Linked DNA regions of Sus scrofa: regions 2 and 3 are each linked to region 1. The links are chromatin contacts, called in public HiChIP or PLAC-seq maps. All regions are on one chromosome and are shown on one strand. Each heading gives the region's core, a stretch centred on a gene start, on an enhancer-like site or on the middle of the called end of the contact. The rest is flanking DNA. Distances are from core to core; before and after follow the strand shown.

Region 1 (3,400 bases), core at 264-2,763:
ATGTTAAATGAATTAAAATCCACCATACTGGTGAAATATAATGATGATTTGACCTACTAAATGAATGGCTGAAATGAAGATATAAATTTGAAGTGCTCCAATGTATGTCAATTTTAAATGTGTGGTGAGCCAGCATAACACAAAAATATGGCTCTCGCTATTAAAAGAACACTTCCTTTGTTGAACTAGCCATTATTTAGAAACACCTGTGTTGGTGCTTTGCATGATTTTTTTAAAAAGGCAAGATATCCTGTTTCTTGCAGAAGGTAACATTATGTATTAACCTCTTCCTCTTTCCTAATCTTTTATTACTTGATCTCTCCAGGTTATATTGCATATAGCAGCTAAGGAGTACATAAAAATTGGACCCTCCCCTGGCCATTTCTACCTTTCGGTAGGGGTCCTTACTAAAAGAGAGCTTATAGCTTACTCATAGAATATACATTAGCCAAAAGCTAATATTAAGATACAAATTTTCCGTGAGACACAAGAGAGTTTGCCAAGCAATTCCTACTCAGAATTACCACTCTACTGATCTAATTCCAAATTTAACATTTAAAAAAGAGAACTCTGTTGTAAAGTTTCTAGCAGTTAAAATAAGTTGGCAGTCTAGTTTCTTGCCCAGAAAAATTACAGATTCCAACTCAGTTTTAGGGCACAAGTGATATGTGTGTGGTTTTTTAAGTGATAAACACAAGGCTTAGTCCCTCAAAAATCATACTTTCTAGTTAGGTACAACTCCAAGGCTTTGATCACTGCCAGGAAAAACAAAAATATCCATTTGTCCTATGAAACACTTCACCCAGCAGTGCCTTGACCTATGTTCAGATTATGTTATTGCAGACATTTGCAATTAGAAGCCATGGCCAGGGAGAGGTCATTTTCCCCACAAGCACCTCTGGTTGTGCCCAAATTTCTAGGCATATGGCCAAATGCCTGTGACTATTAATTCAAATGCATCTACTGAACATCAAATGACATATAACTTGTCTTAGAGGATTAAGAAGGATGGGACTTTTATGCCATTTAGTTCTGGCCAATCATGAAAGCATCTAGGAAGGAATAGAAAGTTGCTTCCAGAGAGCTTTTGGCTTTTACATAAACTCAAGCTGTTCTTTGGTGGGAAAATGTCCCAAGCTTCAGCAGAATTCTTAATAAGGAGAGAATCCCAGATCCCAAGGTATGATTGCAAATGTTCCAAGGCAGTCTGTGGGGGGATTGGGGCAGTTGTAACACCCTTGAAGTGAAGTATCCCTGAAGTTACTGTGTCTAAAAGACCAGATGCTTTGTCTTAAGTCTACACTCTTGACATAGTCTTTCTGCTGAACGAGTTGCTATACTAGCTTCTAAAATTCTCTAGAGCAAGAACTGAGGCTTGGTTATCTTTGCAATTCTAAGGAAACCCAAAACACTCAATAAATGTTTGTTTACTTAAGCTGAAACAGTCTAGAACGATTTTACTCTGGTTGAAGGCATAAGTAAACAAGACTTAGGGCTTTAGCACCCCCTGGGGGATGCCACTGTTGACTTTCCCTCATATTTTTTCATTATTTCCAGAATATTTAGGCAGTGCCTCTTATGAGGTGCTCAGTCCTAGGAATGGAATACCTGTCCTCAAGAAGTTTACCATCTGTCAGAAAAGCTGAAATGTCCTAATTACCCAATAACTATTTAAATAGCAACAATTACCATGGCCTGTAGGAGGCCCAGAGATACAGTAGTAAACAAGGTATATTTCCTTTTAAAGGTGTTCTGAAGCTGCAGTTACAACTGAAGATGAGAAGTATTCTGCGAGGGATAAGCAAGGAATGGGAAGAAGTTTAATAGCTAAACTAAAAACCTGAAGGATGATTAGAAGCTAAATAGGTAAAGAGGGTGTATAAATAAGAGATGGGAATTCTGGTTGTGGGTTGGCTGGTTAAGGCCCTGATGGTGTCTCTGTGCACATGTGGGTCTTGATCCATGGCCTTGCTCGGTGGGTTAAGGATCTGCTTTGGCTTAAGTTGCTGTATAGGTTGCAGATGTGGCTTGGAGCCAATGTTGCCTAGGCCCCAGCTGCAGCTCAGATTCAGTCTCTGGCTGGGCAACTTCCATATGCTTCAGGTGTGAATGTAAAAAGAAAAAAAAAAAGAAAAAAGAAAAAAATTTTAAAGAAAAGAAATGGGCTCTACCTATCAGTTGACTTCATTTTGTGGATTCATATGGCCTAATATTTAGATTTATTGGTCCTTTGTTAACAAAAAGCTGTATTCTTTTTTCAAATAAATAATAAGAATATTTAAATTTACAGAGTGTTTGATACCTCTTGAATAGCTAGGAGTATTCATAGTTTACTCCTGTAATTTATTTTTGTACATATATCTACAAACTAGGTCAAGCATTTCATACAAAATTAACTGCTTATTACTGTTGTCACTAGTATCATCTTAGGGCTTAAAGACTTTTAATACTTATTAGAGTCAAAGTGAAAAAGAATTCTGACATCACTAAGTTAAATAAAGCATAGTAGAATATTAAATTACTGAAGACAAAAAATCTATAATTCTTAATCTGTAAAATATTCAAAAAACTTCATTATATTTTAGATATTCATTGAAAATGATCATCTTCACTCCATTTTAATTGAAAATCTAAAGGTTAATTAGAATTATAGACATGATTTAAATAAAAATAGTATATATATGAAATAGACATTAAAATCAACATGAACGACATCTAGGAAAATCTAAAAAATTATTTTTGAACATTTCAAAGACTTCTTTTTCTCAAGTCATTCTTTGTTAATTTCCAATTTAAATATATTAGGCATTGGAATGCCATGAAAATCTCAAATTCCCCATCACAGATTAAAGTGCCAAATTTCCATTTTTGTATGCACTTCACCCTTTCTACACTGAGACTGGGTATAAAGTGAAGTGAAAGACATTACAAATCCCTGGTTCACCTGATGGGGCCTATGGCGTCTCAGTTTCTATGGGCTCTCTGCTGATGCATCTTGGAACCATCTCCTGGGGAGTCCCTACAAAGTGAGGTTTCCAGAGAAGTTGACCTCTGATCACCTTCGCCAGAATCACACGCAGAGCCTAGATTTGCAAAATGCGTAATCCTTGCCCTGTGTCAAGTCTGTTGAATCAGAATTGGGGCATAGGAAACTGAGTTTTAAAAACTAAAAAAAAATTATCAAACGTAAATTTTGCGCACATTTCATTTTTTTCAATAGTGAAACATGATGTGAAGGTAAATCTTGGAATTCCCATTGTGGTTCAGCAGGTTAAGAACCCAACATAGCGTCTGCGAGGATGTGGGTTCGATTTGATCCCTGGCGTTACTCACTGGGTTAAGGATCTGGTGTTGTTGCAAGCTGCGGCGTAGGTTGCAGGTCCAGCTCGGATCCCGCATT
Region 2 (3,400 bases), core at 651-3,150, 400 kb before region 1:
TCTTTTTGCTAGAAAGGGAAATAGCTATTTCACAATTCAGCCAGTACGGGAATTCAGTGAGTCAGAATGCTAATTTTGTCATTTGGATTTGTTTCTGTCAGAGTCATTTAATATTTTCTGTTCCTTAGGTAATCTGAATATTTCACTGAGCTTTCCTTAATTTAGCACTAAGCAATAAAAACTACTTCAAAACAAAATAAAACAACAACTTACGGGTCTATCTTGTCTTCTTTTTCATTAGCACAGTCTTATCTTGTATCTCCTTCAGGAGAAACTTGACATTATGTTGTAATTTTGTGGGGCCCCAGCTACGTTTTCCTCAATCCCCTTGGGGAGGGGTTCCACCCCTCCCCACTCCTGTTTCTCAACACATCTATAGCCTTCCCTAACTTCTCCCATTTCATTACCTTAGGGATTTCTCTTTCTTCACCAATCAGGGAGGTAATGACACCTTTTTAGAGCTGGGTGTTCTTGGAAATCTGTTTCCAGTTGCTAGAACCACCCTTTCCTGAGGAGACTAACCAAAGGGAGGGAGGAAGGAAAACTTCCTTGAGTTTGGAGCCTGAGCTATGTTTAGGTCCTCGTCCCCCACCCCCCCCCCCCCCGACCCCACATGGTACAGGTTCAAGTTTCTTCTCTCCTTATATGTGAAAAAGCAGGAACTAAATGTATAAGATGACATTGTCTTTTCTGTGTAGAATCCAGAGGGAAGAGTTTAAAAATACAGATGGGGAAAGGGCCCCTCAAGGAGAGGCTGCTGAATTGATCATGTCCCTATTTCGGCCTGTGAATTTGTGAAAAATTCTGGAAGAAGTGAGACAAAATGTCTAAGTTTTGAACTATGACCTCAGTTCTTCAGTCTTATTTACTTTAAAATGAAAACTACAACTTCCGTTTTGCATAGGGCCAGACAAATATGGTTTGAAGAGAGTCAAATAAATTGTGTTTCTAAACATTCCCCAGTATTTTAATTCCATGAGGTATCATTTGGTTTAATCCCTGTGTAGACATATTTGGATTTCTCAGTTTGACCTGTTCTGTGGGCAGACCAAAACTCCCCCTAAGTACCATCTTTGAGCCCCTTTCTTTAGGATACTGGCTTTTCCTTGTATTAAATATTTAATTTTTTCTGCCTACCTCTAGCATTGATTTCAAGAAGCAGACAGAATGTTCCTTGGTCCTGAAACACAATACCCATCCTTGTAAAATCATCACGTTGACTTATCCTTATCCCCACTACACAGAATTCTTACAATTACTCCTCCTTCTGTTATTTCAATTTCTAAGTCAATTGAAACAAAGTACTTCATCAGACCAATGACACATCCCATGGAAAATGATTATTTGCACACACCAACATTTCTTTATACAAGGTCTATGATCCATCAATATTTATTAAAAGGCAAAATGTCATCCTTAATTTTCATACCCCCCTTTGTATGGCACATATTTTATTTAGTTCTTTGCTACTCTTAGTTACTACAATGTGTTTCCACTTATTACATAGCTTTATGATTAGTTTGGAGAGTAAAATTTAGATTCTATATACTGTTACTGTTTTCTAATACTTAGGGAAGCATTCCATTAACGTTCTAATTTTAAAGCCCCTTGCAATAAAATTTCTGTAAAATTCTACTGACACTTGTTGTCCTTAACAGTTTTCTGTAGGGGACAGCTGTTTACCTTCTGTTTGCAAATAAATAAATGACATCCCAAGGGGAAAAGAGTTTGCTCTTCTATAGACAAGGGGTACGTTTTCTAAAGTAACCCTGGAAATTGAGAAATCTGGAGCTACTGAGTCAAGTGCAAACTTCTCAAAAAGCAGAGATCTTTGGACTCCACCGAAGGTCTCATTTCTTCTCAGCCCCCGCCTTCCTCCCTTCCTGCCCCAACTCGCAGCTCAGGGCGCTGGCAGGAAGTGCTGGTAGAGGGCAGGGCGACAGCTGACACGCCCGGCTGAGTGCTCCCTTCCTTCCACCTTCCAGGCTCCGGCGGGACTGACGGTCCCCTGCCAAGAGAGGTGACAGCCGCAGCACCTCTCTCCGCTTCCCTTAGCCGTCGCTGTCGCCGTCGCCAAGAATCCCCGCGGGCCATGTTTTCCAGCCTGTGGAGATGGGGCGCTAGCGGCTCCTACCAGCGGGTCCCCCAAGGCTCCTGGACGCAGGTAAAGCTCGGGGTGGAGCAGGGTGGGAAAAAGCGGGGCGGTTTTCTGGCTGGTCTGAGGGAAAAAGGAAAGTGGGGAGAGCTAACTGTTGAGATCTGGAAACGTGAATTGATGTCTTAGATCTTTGTTTTCCTAGTAAATCAGACACACACACGCTCAGGAGGATGGTGTGAAACTTAAACCTTCACTATCTCAGTGGAGGTGGCTGCCTAAGCAAAGAGGCATTTTTGAAGGGATTAGGTGACTCCCCTGTTACCAGAAACACACATTTGAGAAAAGAATGAATGGATTTGACTTTGACTGAAGGAGTAGAGGTCAGAATGGAAATTTACCATCAGTAGAGCCCATTAAAACCCCAGGAGAGATTCGGGATAAATAAACTGTGTGTCAACTGACAGAGTACAGGGACACTGAGGCCTCCGGAAAATCCAGAAACTGCAGACCTTATCTGTACCTTGATCTGCCACTCCCCTCTCCTCCCACAACACGTGCTTCCTCCACGATAGAAGTCATGTGCTAAGGAAAGGAACCCTGCAGTTGTGTAGCATATCTGGAGTGATTTCCCTAATAAAAACTCAATTTGTTTTATTTCTCACCACTATGCAAGACAGGATCTTAGAAATAGACCTTAGAAATAGCCCTTAGCACATGTGGGTTCTGTAGTTCTAAAAAGAAAAATTTTTAAAAAGGATTTCACATTCAGGGGACAGAACCTTTCAAATCCTGGCTTTTGTTAATAAGTACAAGCGTCAAATAAATATGACAGCCATTCTTCTGATTACATATAAAAATGACACTATATGAGAAAAAGAATGTATGTGTATGTATGACTGGGTCACTTTGTTGTACAGCAGAAATTGACACAATATTCGAAATCAACTATACATTAATAATTTATTGAAAAAAGAAACTATAAATTTCTATCAAGGTAAAACAAATAATATGTAAAGCACTTTTTTAAATCTATAAAATATAAGTATTGAATAAGTCCCCTTTTCACTTTACTGTAGACTTAATCAGGGAAATTGGTTTAACATCATTAGTCTAACTGCAGAGGTGGCCAAAGGCAATGAATTACAAATTTACAGGGTAAGAAATTGCTAAACCCAAACAATTCCCTCACCCAAAATTTCAGTGGGCTCTTCCAACAAGACTCCAGCAGTGTTTATTTCCTTGACTATTACTCAATCTGGATAGCTTTATGAATGAATAAGTTATTGATACAAGACTGAACAC
Region 3 (3,400 bases), core at 599-3,098, 320 kb before region 1:
GATCAGGAGGCAAAATTCTTATTGATGGAATTGACATATCTACTATTGGGCTTCATGACCTTCGTGGCAAACTTAATATTATTCCGCAGGTAAAGACCATTTTGCCGTTAGTCTTTCTTAACCCCTCCAGGTGAACTTTTTTTAATAGACTCTGTTCTTTTCAAGCATATGCATTTGTTTGGGGGAGCCAGCTTATTTTAAGTGCATAATGAAAAATCACTATGTAATCGAATCCTATTAATAAACACTCTTACTCTGAAGTCTTCTGATGTGCCTTTATCTATTTGAAAAACTGGTACATTGCTTTGCAAGTTTCCTTTGTAATAATAAATACAAATAAAATCTGAGGGAAGATATCAGACCAAAAAGCATTGGTATTTTTGAAAGAAAAAAACATTTACTGAGACTTTTGCTTAGTTGGTAATTGGAATGTAGGACTCTTTTGACTTGAACTTTAGAAACATTAAAAAAATTAAAAGAACAATAATTTAGTCAGATCTTTTTTCTCAAGTCCTTTGATTTTTCCATCTGTGGCATCAAAAGAATTTGGTCATTAACAAGTAGGCAAATTGGCTGAATGATATGCCTCTCTAGTCAAGGATGACTTATTCATTTGAGTTTGAGAGATTTAAGCTGAGCATTTCTGAAATATCTTTTTTTTTCTAAAAATATTTTAAAATACTATGATCTTCGTCATATTGTTTAAATATATACTTGAATTTGTGAATTTACTTCAAAACAAATTTGCGTAAAATCTGAAATTCTAGCAGGGAAAAATTTTAGTGGAGAGAAGAAACAGTTCTTCACTTATAAATCAAAACAGGTGTAGTAAAATAGTTTCACTAGGCATGTTGGTTGTATTGAAAAGAGCATGGACTTGTCCTCTTTGAAATCTCCTTGAGCACTTACCTTCAGTGTGTCCTTGAACAAGAGTTTTTTTGAAACCTTCAGGTCACTATCTGTCAAATGGAGATACTGACTCCTATCTTTCTGGGTTGGTGTTCTGATTGATAATATTATGTGTATAGTATAGATGGCATTTATTTGGTTATTTTCTGCATTATTTCATATCCCCTGACTAAATGGCTACTATCACCATCATTATTATTGAGGTTGTTATTGACATTATTAATAAGAGGAGGAGGAAGAATGAGGGAGTTTATATGATTTAATCTAACTTGTAGCTTATTCTGATTCTCCTTACTATTGGTTTCAGTATAAAATGAATTTGATAACTATTTAGTTTTGATCATTTTGTTTTTCCTCGTTTAATGTATGTATGCCTCATGCGACAGTAAGGTTACTGGTAACTGTGTTATTCTCTAGGATCCGGTTTTGTTTTCTGGAACGCTTCAAATGAACCTGGACCCCCTAGACAAGTATTCTGATGGCGAGCTGTGGGAGGTGCTGGAGCTGTGTCATTTAAAAGAGTTTGTACAGTCCCTTCCGAAGAAGCTGCTGCATGAGATTTCAGAGGGTGGGGAAAACCTCAGGTAAGCTGCAAAGAACAGAGCTTGCCAGGTTATTCTTTCCAGGCTTTTTAGAAGCAAGTTTGCCTCAGAGGGAAGTCACTCCAGAGCTACCATGGATTTGGTTTGGTCTTTCAAAATGCACCACTGCTGATTTCCTCTAGGGGATCAAGAAAAGGAATAAATAGAATGGTAGCCACTGGCTGGGAACAAAGGGAAAACAAAGGAACAATGCAGTGTGAAATGTCACTATTTAATTGAAACTTCTTTTGCAAAGACTCCTAATAGCTTTCTTTCTAAAAATAATGTTATAAGGAGCTGCCTTTTCTTCACAGCTGTTTAATGTCTTTTAGGACAGTTCCTTTATGTGGTAAGGAAAGTCTGGTGGATACTCTTAAGCCTACACTGAATGACTCAGCCTCTTTGTTACTCTCCTGCTCCCCCCCTCTCTTTCTGTCACCTTGACTTTCCTACTCTTTCATGAATATGCCAGGCCAGTTTCTGCCTGCCGCAGGAATTTTATACTTGCCATTCACTTTGCCGGGAACAAGTTCCCATTGAAAATCTACATGACTCACTCTCCACTTTCTTCAGGTCTTGATTTAAAGGGCATTTTCTCAGAGTTCCCTCTGTGACTCAGAAGATTAATACATGGTCTCCAGGAAGATGCAGCTTTGATCCCTGGCCTCATTCAGTGGGTTTCGGATCCGGTATTGCCCAAAGCTGTGGCATAGGTCACAGATGTGACTCAGATCCGGTGTTGCTGTGACTGGGGAATAGGCCTGCAGCTGCAGCTCCAATTTGACCCTTGGCCCAGGAACTTCCATATGTTGCAGGTGTGGCCGTAAAAAGAGCCAAAAAAGGGCATCTTCTCAGTGCGGATATTTTGGCACACCCATCTAAAATATCCACCCCATACCCACACTTCTACCCTCCTTTTCTGTATGTTTGAATTCTTCTCATTACTATGTATTTTGCTCACTTATCTTGTTTATTTTTTGTTTCCCCATGTAAACTCCACATAGACAGACTTTTATCTGTTTAATTCATTGCTGTATTTGCAAAACTTGGACCAGAGTCTGGCATATAGGAATCACTCACTGAATTTTATGTGGCTTTTAGGGCCTCACCTGCACCATATGGAAATTCCCAGGCTAGGGGTTGAATTGGGGCTGCAGCTGACAGTCTACGCCACAGCCATAGCAATGCAAGATCCGAGCCAAGTGTGGGACCCACACCACAGTTCACAGCAATGCTGGATCCTTAACCCACTGAGCAAGGCCAGGGATCAAACCTGCCTCCTCATGGATACTAGTGGGGTTCATAACCGCTAAACCATGCTGGGAACTCCCACTCAGTGAATATTTCTTAAAGAAAAGAGATAATGGAAGTTCCCGTCGTGGCGCAGTGGTTAACGGATCCGACTAGGAACTATGAGGTTGCGGGTTTGGTCCCTGCCCTTGCTCAGTGGGTTAACGATCTGGCGTTGCCGTGAGCTGTGGTGTAGGTTGCAGACGCTGCTCAGATCTGGCGTTGCTGTGGCTCTGGCGTAGGCCAGTGGCTACAGCTCTGATTGGACCCCTAGCCTGGGAACCTCCATATGCCGCGGGAGCAGCCCAAGAAATAGCAAAGACAAAAAAAAAAAAAAAAGAGAGAGAGAGAGATAATGAATGGGTGAAATAGGAAGAGAATAACATATAATCAGAATTTTAGGACAGAAAGTGTGTGACCATAAATGCCACTGTTGAAATTATTTTACTGTTTTTTTAAACAGTGTTGGACAACGACAGCTCATCTGTCTTGCTCGTGCATTGTTGCGAAAAGCAAAAATTCTCATCTTGGATGAGGCAACAGCCTCCATTGATTTTGAGACAGACAGCTTGGTGCAGACCACAATCAGGAAGGAGTTTTCTGATTGCACCATTCTGACT

Evidence for each region. HiChIP or PLAC-seq counts read pairs in DNA pulled down with a chosen protein or histone mark.
Region 2: a contact with region 1 is called in an H3K27ac HiChIP or PLAC-seq map of alveolar macrophages. The contact joins the promoter of LOC100152428 here to the enhancer-like site in region 1. A contact is called at or near these places in 4 of 47 Hi-C or Micro-C datasets (embryonic fibroblasts, epiblast stem cells, omental adipose tissue and 1 more) and 2 of 2 datasets of contacts at active chromatin or transcription factors (alveolar macrophages and skeletal muscle).
Region 3: a contact with region 1 is called in an H3K27ac HiChIP or PLAC-seq map of alveolar macrophages. The contact joins two enhancer-like sites. A contact is called at or near these places in 1 of 47 Hi-C or Micro-C datasets (alveolar macrophages) and 1 of 2 datasets of contacts at active chromatin or transcription factors (alveolar macrophages).

Annotation. Positions count from the first base shown.
Region 1 is chr13:179,619,373-179,622,772 of Sscrofa11.1, forward strand. No RefSeq gene overlaps it. Among named protein-coding and RNA genes, the nearest start is that of SAMSN1, 110 kb to the left of the region's middle. Within about 2 kb of position 1,514, at least 5 of the 83 cell types and tissues checked have an H3K27ac peak or open chromatin away from gene starts, as enhancers often do. A contact at or near this core is called in alveolar macrophages, where this site is marked.
Region 2 is chr13:179,223,460-179,226,859 of Sscrofa11.1, forward strand. It overlaps LOC100152428 (multidrug resistance-associated protein 1), which reads left to right and starts at 1,901. Exons shown (of 28, transcript XM_005670294.3): 1 at 1,901-2,164. The coding sequence starts at 2,093.
Region 3 is chr13:179,303,198-179,306,597 of Sscrofa11.1, forward strand. It overlaps LOC100152428 (multidrug resistance-associated protein 1), which reads left to right. Exons shown (of 28, transcript XM_005670294.3): 25 at 1-89; 26 at 1,327-1,493; 27 at 3,244-3,400. Among named protein-coding and RNA genes, the nearest start is that of HSPA13, 16 kb to the right of the region's middle. Within about 2 kb of position 1,849, at least 9 of the 83 cell types and tissues checked have an H3K27ac peak or open chromatin away from gene starts, as enhancers often do. A contact at or near this core is called in alveolar macrophages, where this site is marked.